Linked DNA regions of Sus scrofa: region 2 is linked to region 1. The links are chromatin contacts, called in public Hi-C maps. All regions are on one chromosome and are shown on one strand. Each heading gives the region's core, a stretch centred on a gene start, on an enhancer-like site or on the middle of the called end of the contact. The rest is flanking DNA. Distances are from core to core; before and after follow the strand shown. Region 1 overlaps NEK5 (serine/threonine-protein kinase Nek5). Region 2 overlaps LOC110255752 (a long non-coding RNA gene).

Evidence for each region. Hi-C and Micro-C count contacts between places; a contact is called where the count stands out from the background.
Region 2: a contact with region 1 is called in a Hi-C map of heart right ventricle, with 3 times the contacts expected there. The contact joins two enhancer-like sites. A contact is called at or near these places in 2 of 47 Hi-C or Micro-C datasets (embryonic fibroblasts and heart right ventricle).

What each region holds. Positions count from the first base shown.
Region 1 is chr11:15,807,656-15,811,413 of Sscrofa11.1, forward strand. All of the region lies in intron 3 of NEK5 (serine/threonine-protein kinase Nek5), which reads left to right. Among named protein-coding and RNA genes, the nearest start is that of NEK5, 10 kb to the left of the region's middle. Within about 2 kb of position 1,621, at least 3 of the 83 cell types and tissues checked have an H3K27ac peak or open chromatin away from gene starts, as enhancers often do.
Region 2 is chr11:16,568,306-16,572,063 of Sscrofa11.1, forward strand. LOC110255752 (a long non-coding RNA gene) reads left to right here. Exons shown (of 4, transcript XR_002336540.1): 4 at 2,873-3,758. Among named protein-coding and RNA genes, the nearest start is that of SERPINE3, 70 kb to the left of the region's middle. Within about 2 kb of position 2,111, at least 11 of the 83 cell types and tissues checked have an H3K27ac peak or open chromatin away from gene starts, as enhancers often do.

The DNA of each region.
Region 1 (3,758 bases), core at 371-2,870:
CATGCAGGGTCCCCATCCAGCACCCAGCACCAGCACTGGGGGTGCTTGGATTCATGGGTCGTAAGCAGTTCTTGGAGCAGGAATGTTACCTACATATCTTCAAGCACTATCGGGCGTGTGAAAATCAGTACATAAAATTTAAAGGCTACTTTTTGAGCTTTTACACTATGTGGGGCACTGTGTCTTTTTCACAAATTAAAGCCATTGCATGGAGTTCCCTGGTGGCCTAGTGGTTAAGGATAGGTGTTATTCCTGCTGTGGTTTGGGTTCAATTCCTGGCCTGGGAATTTCTGAATGCTGCAGGTGCAGCCAGAAACCAAAAACCAAAACCATTGTCTTCAAAGTAGCTCTCCGTGTTTCTTACAAATTGAAACTCGGTACAGGCTTTTTTTTTTTGTCTTTTTTGGGCCACACCTGTGGCATATGGAAGTTCCTAAGCTAGGGGTGGAATTGGAGTTGGATCTGCAACCTACACCACAGCCACAGCAATGCCAGATCTGAGCCACATCTGCGACCTACACCAACGCCAGACCCTTAACCCACTGAGTAAGGCCAAGGATTGAAAGTGCATCCTTATGGATACTAGTTGGGTTCTTAACTTGCTGAGTCACAACGGGAACTCCTGAAACTGGGTACAGTCTTTAAAAAAGCTCTCACTCTTTTTTTCTTTTTTTGTCTTTTTCAAGGCCACACCCCCAGCACATGGAGGTTCCTAGGCTAGGGGTCTAATCAGAGCTGTATCCGCCTGCCTACACCACAGCCACAGCAACTCGAGATCCGAGCCACACCTGTGACCTACACCACAGCTCACAGCAACGCCGGATCCTTAACCCACTGAGCGAGGCCAGAGACTAAACCTGCAACCTCATGGTTCCTAGTCGGATTCGTTAACTGAGCCACGAAGGGAACTCCTAAAAGAGCTCTCAGGACACTCACTCCCAGCTCTTCCTGGGAGTTGAGAGCCCACGTGAGCAGGGAACTGAGTTCTGTGGAGCAACTTTTAAGGGGCAGCCTCTGAATGCAATGCCCTCCGTTGCTGCTCGTGGATTCCTAACGAGGACACCGCAAGACCATCTTCCACATTCTGTGGGTTATTCTGTGCTCACCTCCGTCTGGTAAGTCCTGCTCATGGTCAGGCCTCTTCCGAACTCACAGTGCAAGTTACAGACCCCTTTACTGGACGCGCCAGCACTTCTGTGTGTGTGTGTCTATGCAAGTAATATTTGTCTCTCTTTAAGATAATAAAGCTATAACGAATTCCTTTGCTCGCCGCCTGCTCCTCAGCACCGAGCACCGAGCGGGTGCTCACACATGGTTGGGGACTGAATGCCTGGGCTGCTGGCCCATTGAGTAGAACGGAGGATGCAAAATGGACCGTTGAGGACTGTTTATACTGAATACCATTATAAAATGAGAGCTTTTTATTTTTAAAACAGTGTAAAGAACCTCCACTGAGCTTGTTTATGGTGTAAGCTTAAACTTTCTTATGATGGCCTTTAAAAATTTTTTTAAGTAGGGCACCCCTGTGTTTTGGAAAACTAGAGCTATTGTGATGCCTTTGAGTGCTCCTGGCAGATTGTTGAGACTTGAAACACGGAGCTTAGCTGAAAGCCGCAGGGGTCCTTGCCACACCTGCCTGTAAAGGGGGTGGTGAAGCCTTTGTTTATCCTCACACGGCTCATTTCTGAACAGAAGAATCCCGGCTCTAGGTCATGAAATGTTTATCTGTAGAAAGTAGAAACCCACCTGCCATCTCCCTGTTCCTCTAAGATGGGAAGCCTGGACTTGGCTTGGCTGGCTTCTGTGCGCAGGCTCTCACATGGTTGAAATCAAGGTATCCGCTGGGCCTGCTGCCTTATCTGAGGCCCTGCGTCCCCTTCCAGGCTTATGCATGTTGTTGGCACATCTCACTTACGGTGATTGTAGGGCTCAGGGGCCTGCTTTCTTGCTGGCGGGTGACCAAGGGTGGTCCTCTGGGTCTGGAAGCCAGCCTCCCCTCCCTGCCACGGGGCCCCCACCCTAGGCCCCTCCAGTGTGGACTTGCTCACTTCTGTTTCTGAGCTGAGACCTAGATTTAAGTGGCTCTTGTGATTAGGTCAAGGCCATTTGTATAATTTCTTTTTCTAGTAACTCAAAGTCAGCTGTTTAGTCACTTTAATTATACCAGCACATCCCCGCTGCTATGTATCCTAACTAACCATGTTCCCCATGGACAGGGAACGCTTTCGCTCAAGGGGAGTATACAGGGGGTGCACCAGAGCCAGCTGAGAATTCAGCCTGCTGTGCAACTGTGGAGTTTATATTCCGGGGTTGGGGGGGGCGGGCAAGCATGGGAAGAGACAGACAATAAATGGAAACTTTATTCTTAAGTATGTGATGTGGCCGGTTAGAAGGTGGTAAGTGTTGCGGGAAAATAAAATAGACTGAGGCAGAATGAAGGGAACAGTGTTGAACAGGCCAGTCAGGACGGGTGGTCTGGCTTTGAAGGTGCCGTTTGAGCCAACATTTAAAGAGTCCTGCTTACATCTGGAGAAGAGCCTTCCAGGCAAGGGGAACAGCCACTGCAAAGGCCTGATGTGTGAAAGGACCAGCCAGGAGGCCGTGGGAAAGGCAGTCAGCTACGGGCCGTGAGCATCTCTGAACATTCTTGCTGGATATGCCAAGAATGCAAAACCCTAACCGAGGGCAGGCTCGTGGACGGCTCACCGTCAAAGCAGTCAGGTTTGCAAGCACAATGCCCCTCTCCCGGGATGTAGCTGTGGTGCCTGCAGATGTCCAATAGACTCACCTGTTTTGCCTCCATGGAATTCAGGGTGTTCCCAACCTCAGATTTGACTGCTCATAGCTCATGAATCCCATACAGAGAGATAAGCATTGGGTAAAAGGAAAGATAGCTTTAGTGAGGAAGCCAGCAATCCTGGGGAGAAGGTAGACTCATGTCCCAAAGAACCAACTCCCTATTCCCCAGGGTTTTTTTGGCTACACCCAAGGCATGTGGAAGTTCCTAGGCCAGGGATCGAACCTGAGCTACAGCAGCACCCACGCTGCTGCAGTGACAACACGGGATCCTTTGCCACACGAGAACTCCTCCCCAGATTTTTGCTCAGAGGTTATGTAGAGAAAAGAAGAAGGGGTTCCATGCCGAGGAGAGAGCAGGGTGCCTGGTTAGCTTGTGGACATTCTTCTGATTGGTTAGGGGTGAGGTAACCAAGCATCAACATCATTAACCTTCTGGTTCCAACCCATCTGGGGTCCGTGTGCTTGCAGGGAGCATAGCGTTATCTTCTTCCACCTGGTGGGCATTTCGGTGCCTGCAAAACAGCTCAGAGGATATGGCTCAGGAGATTGTCTATCATCCTTGAGAAGAAACTAAAAGCCATTGACTTTAAATGGATAAACTTTTATGATTTTTGTCTTGCTTATCTGTTTTGTTTCTTCGTTTTCTTCCTGCTCTGATTAAATTTATTCTTTGGAACTCGGGGAAGCCCTGGGAAGCTAAAGTGTTTCTACAAACAAGAGGCAGGCAGAGGATGTGGTGGTGATGGTGGGGCAGCGTCTGTCCCAGGAAAGGCTCATAGGATCCTGCTCCATTATAAGGGGTGGGGGAGGGGGGAGAGACACAGAACAAGTGCTAACATGAAGTTCTGACGACTGCTTTTGCCAAGAGTAATAAAGTCCTTTGTCTCTGGCCCAGGAGCCTTAGGTCTTCTGCCAGCATCTGTGACATAGCCGCGGGTTGGTAAGTAGGACAAAATCTC
Region 2 (3,758 bases), core at 861-3,360, 760 kb after region 1:
GTGGATAATGAACCCGACTGGGATCCATGAGTACATGGGTTTGATCTCTGGACTCACTCAACAGATTAAGGATCTGGTATTGCTGTGGCTCTGGCGTAGGCCGGCGGCTACAGCTCCCATTCACTCCTAGCCCGGGAACCTCCATATGCCGCAGGAGCGGCCCAAAGAAATGGCAAAAAGACAAAAAAGGGGGTCAAATGAGAGTTACAGCTGCCGGCCTATACCACAGCCACAGCAATGCCGGGTCCTTAACCCATTGAGTGAGGCCAGGGATTGAACCCACATCCTCATGGGTTCATTCCTGCTGAGCCACAATAGGGACTCCCATGATACTTTTTATCGTTTTAATTACTAGGTACTTTAAAGGTACTTGGCACTCTATGAAAAGCGGTCGCTGGAGGGCTGGGAGTAGGGTTAGTTCCCTGAGGATGAGATGACGTTTCTCCCCTTCAGTCCCAGGTCCCCTTGGCTGACATGCAGTTGTTCTATGAGGTTTGCTTATCAACTCATTTGACCCAGGGATCAAACGATGCAGTACTTGGTGCATCCTGGATTTTAAACTTTATTATTATTGTTAGTGAGCATTATATCAAATTTACCAGCATGTGAGTGGAAATGAAGATGTTATGTAGTTTTTATATGTTGCACTGTTTCTTTAAACCATCGTGGGACTCAGTAAATACTTGTTGAATAAATAAATCCACTCAGATCAGTGAAACAAGTGGAGGGAACTGAATTCCTGTCAGTTTTCAGGAATCTCAGTGGAGGGTAGGCTGAGGGAATTTATGACTTCTCTGGAAGGGCTTTGAAGTGCCAGAAGCCTTTTTAACCAGTGGGGAGTGAGGTTAGAGAATTGGATTGGCTTTGGACCTGCAGACTGTAGCCAGGGATGCAGGGGGCCTCTAGGAGCTGTGGGCTAGGACTGTGGGTGGGAGCCTGAGTCTCCCAGGAGGGTGCCTGCCTCACCACTTGTCCTCTGCTTGCCAAACTCTGCAGATCTGGTCTCAACGGACTGGAGGAAGCCAGCTTGCATGCTTTCTGCCCAGGGCCAAATTTCCCTCTTCCCACTACAGCTGGAGATGTTCAGGGAGCTTTTACAAAGCACGTGGCCGTGTCTTCTCCTCCGGGTCTTAGAAATGCCATCCTTCAATCAGGAAAGCTACCGACTTGGACCAAATTGGTCACCTACCCTACAGAGAAAATCCCTTATGAAAACCCCCTTCTGAGAAAGCAATTTTAGACATCTGTGCTAAGAAAAACCTGGTTTCTGTTGAGAAGGGGCATTGAGGCAAGCTAAATTACAATGAAATAAGACAGTGTCACTGACAAGGAGATCCTGCTGAATAGCATTGAGAACTTTGTCTAGATACTCATGTTGCAACAGAAGAAAGGGTGGGGGAAAAATGTAATTGTAATGTATACATGTACAGATAATCTGACCCCCTTGCTGTACAGTGGGAAAATTAAAAAAAAAAAAAAGTCAACTGCGGGAGGGAAAAAAAAAAAAGACAGTGTCACTGGATTCTCTCATCATCAATGAGAACCACTAAGCTGGTCACATTTCCCTTTTTGCTTTGGCTTCTAGGAAATTCATCTGCAGCAATTTTCCTTCATGGTTGGCGTTTTTTCTAGGCTCTTTTTTCTTTAGCCTGGATTTTCTCTTTCTGTTTGCATCGTCTCATGTCATCGTTATTTCAGTTGCCTCAGCACGTTGTGGCAATAAAATAATCAAATACAGAATAATTAGTGGAGGTGCAATGCCTCTGCGCGTTGATCAGGGCGGAGTCTTCTGCAGGGAAGAGAGCTGTTGCTGGCCCTCCCGCATGGCGGCCACTAGGTGGCACCAAAGCTTTCCCACGGCCACCCTCCGCCAGGCAGTTTGGCCTGAAAGTGTTTGTGTAACTGACCATCTCTTGGACTGCTTGATACATGTTTAGGTTGCTCCTGTCCAAAATGCTCTGGCTTTTGTTCTAGGGACTGGGCAAAGCCGACCCTAAGGGAGCCTGGCTGGTTTCTTTCAGATGCTCAACTTGTAAGATCCATGTTTCAAATAAGGCAGGGCAGCTCCCAACCAGAAGGGACCAGCTCTGGGCTGTTCATCTTCCTTGGAAGCAGCTCCGTTTTCTCCACCATCCGAGGCAGTGGCAGGAGGAGACTTACCCACAAATGGAGAGTTGAGGGTGTGAGTCGAGGGAGGGGGTGGGGGAGTACTTTTCAGCTTCCCCAAGCTTTTCAGACTTCTTTTTGGAATGAACATACTGCTCCTGGTTTGAGGCACAGAACTGGACAACAGTGAGCACACCCCTAAAATAGAAACTGTTAAGAACTGGTCGTGCTGACATTACCATTAACGTTTGCCTCTGTTATTCACTCGGGGAAATTAGGTCCTTTAAAGCTCTTCTGTATCTCGGCCTCTATGCCCAAGACGAGAAAAAGAGCCTTCAGGAGTTCCCGTCGTGGTGTAGTGGTTATCGAATCTGACTAGGAACCATGAGGTGGTGGGTTCCATCCCTGGCCTTGCTCAGTGGGTTAAAGATCTAGCGTCGCCGTGAGCTGTGGTGTAGGTCACAGACGAGGCTCGGATCCCACGTTGCTGTGGCTCTGGCGTAGGCCGGTGGCTACAGCTCCGATTCGACCCCTAGCCTGGGAACCTCCATATGCCCCAGGAGCTGCCCAAGAAATGGCAAAAAGACCAAAAAAAAAAAAAAAGAGCCTTCAGTAGAAGCTGGAAGAATGTAGTTATATAAAAATCTTTAAATTCATGTCCTCCCTGAACCCAGTTGTGACAGTAGTCATGACAAAAGCTGTTTCCTTTGAGAATCCATTTTTACTCATGGTGATTTCTTGTGTTGTTTTCTCATGCCTCTAATAGGATCTGATCAGTTGTATTTTCAGAGAATGAAAGAGAAGCTGAATCCTACAATCATGAGGGGGCATTTCCGTCCAGACCCGGAACGTGGCGTGCTGTGGCCCTGGGCGCAGAGGAGGAGGTGACCTGTTCAGCTCTTCCTGCTGCTCTCCTGGAATTCAGACTTGGAATCACTGCCAAGAACTGGTCATCGTTGTGTTCTGAAGACATAGGAGGGAGAAGCTCTCAACAGTTTTCTTTGTTCTGAAAAATCTCTTCTAGGAGTTCCTGCTGTGGCCCAGTGGGTTGAGAACCTAACTGGAGTGGCATGCGGAGGCACAGGTTCAACCCCAGGCCCAGTGCAGTGGGTTAAGGATCCAGTGCTGTCATAGCTGCAGCTCAGATTCAGTCCCTGGCCTGGGAACTTCCATAAGCCGTGGATGCGGCCACAAAGCAAAGAATCTTTCCTAGGAATGCTGAGTCTACTTGGGTACCTCCTACCTGATGGATTGGAGAATTCCTTCATCTACAGAAGGCCCGGTAGGCGGGTAGGGAGTACTTGCATTTCTCTTGGGCTTACATGGGGCTAAAGAGATCAGCCATGGACTCCACAGTCTGCTCTGTACAAGTGAACATGTGGCCGCACCCGGAGAGCACTAGACGGTGGCAGACCGATAGTCTTCCAGGTGACAGCTCCCCGTCTAAGGGTCTCAGGGTTCCAGCAGCACCCAGGGCTCCATCAGCCCTTCCACCATCACAAAAGCCTCCTCAGTGGCTCGCCACCCTCCCCCACAGACACCCCAACTGAGAGGGACCCCAAATCATTTCTGTAGGGCTTGGTAGGCTTGGGACCCCCAGAAGCACCTGCTGTTTAAAGCAGGTTCCAGGTGGTGTGTAGGGTGAGCCATGG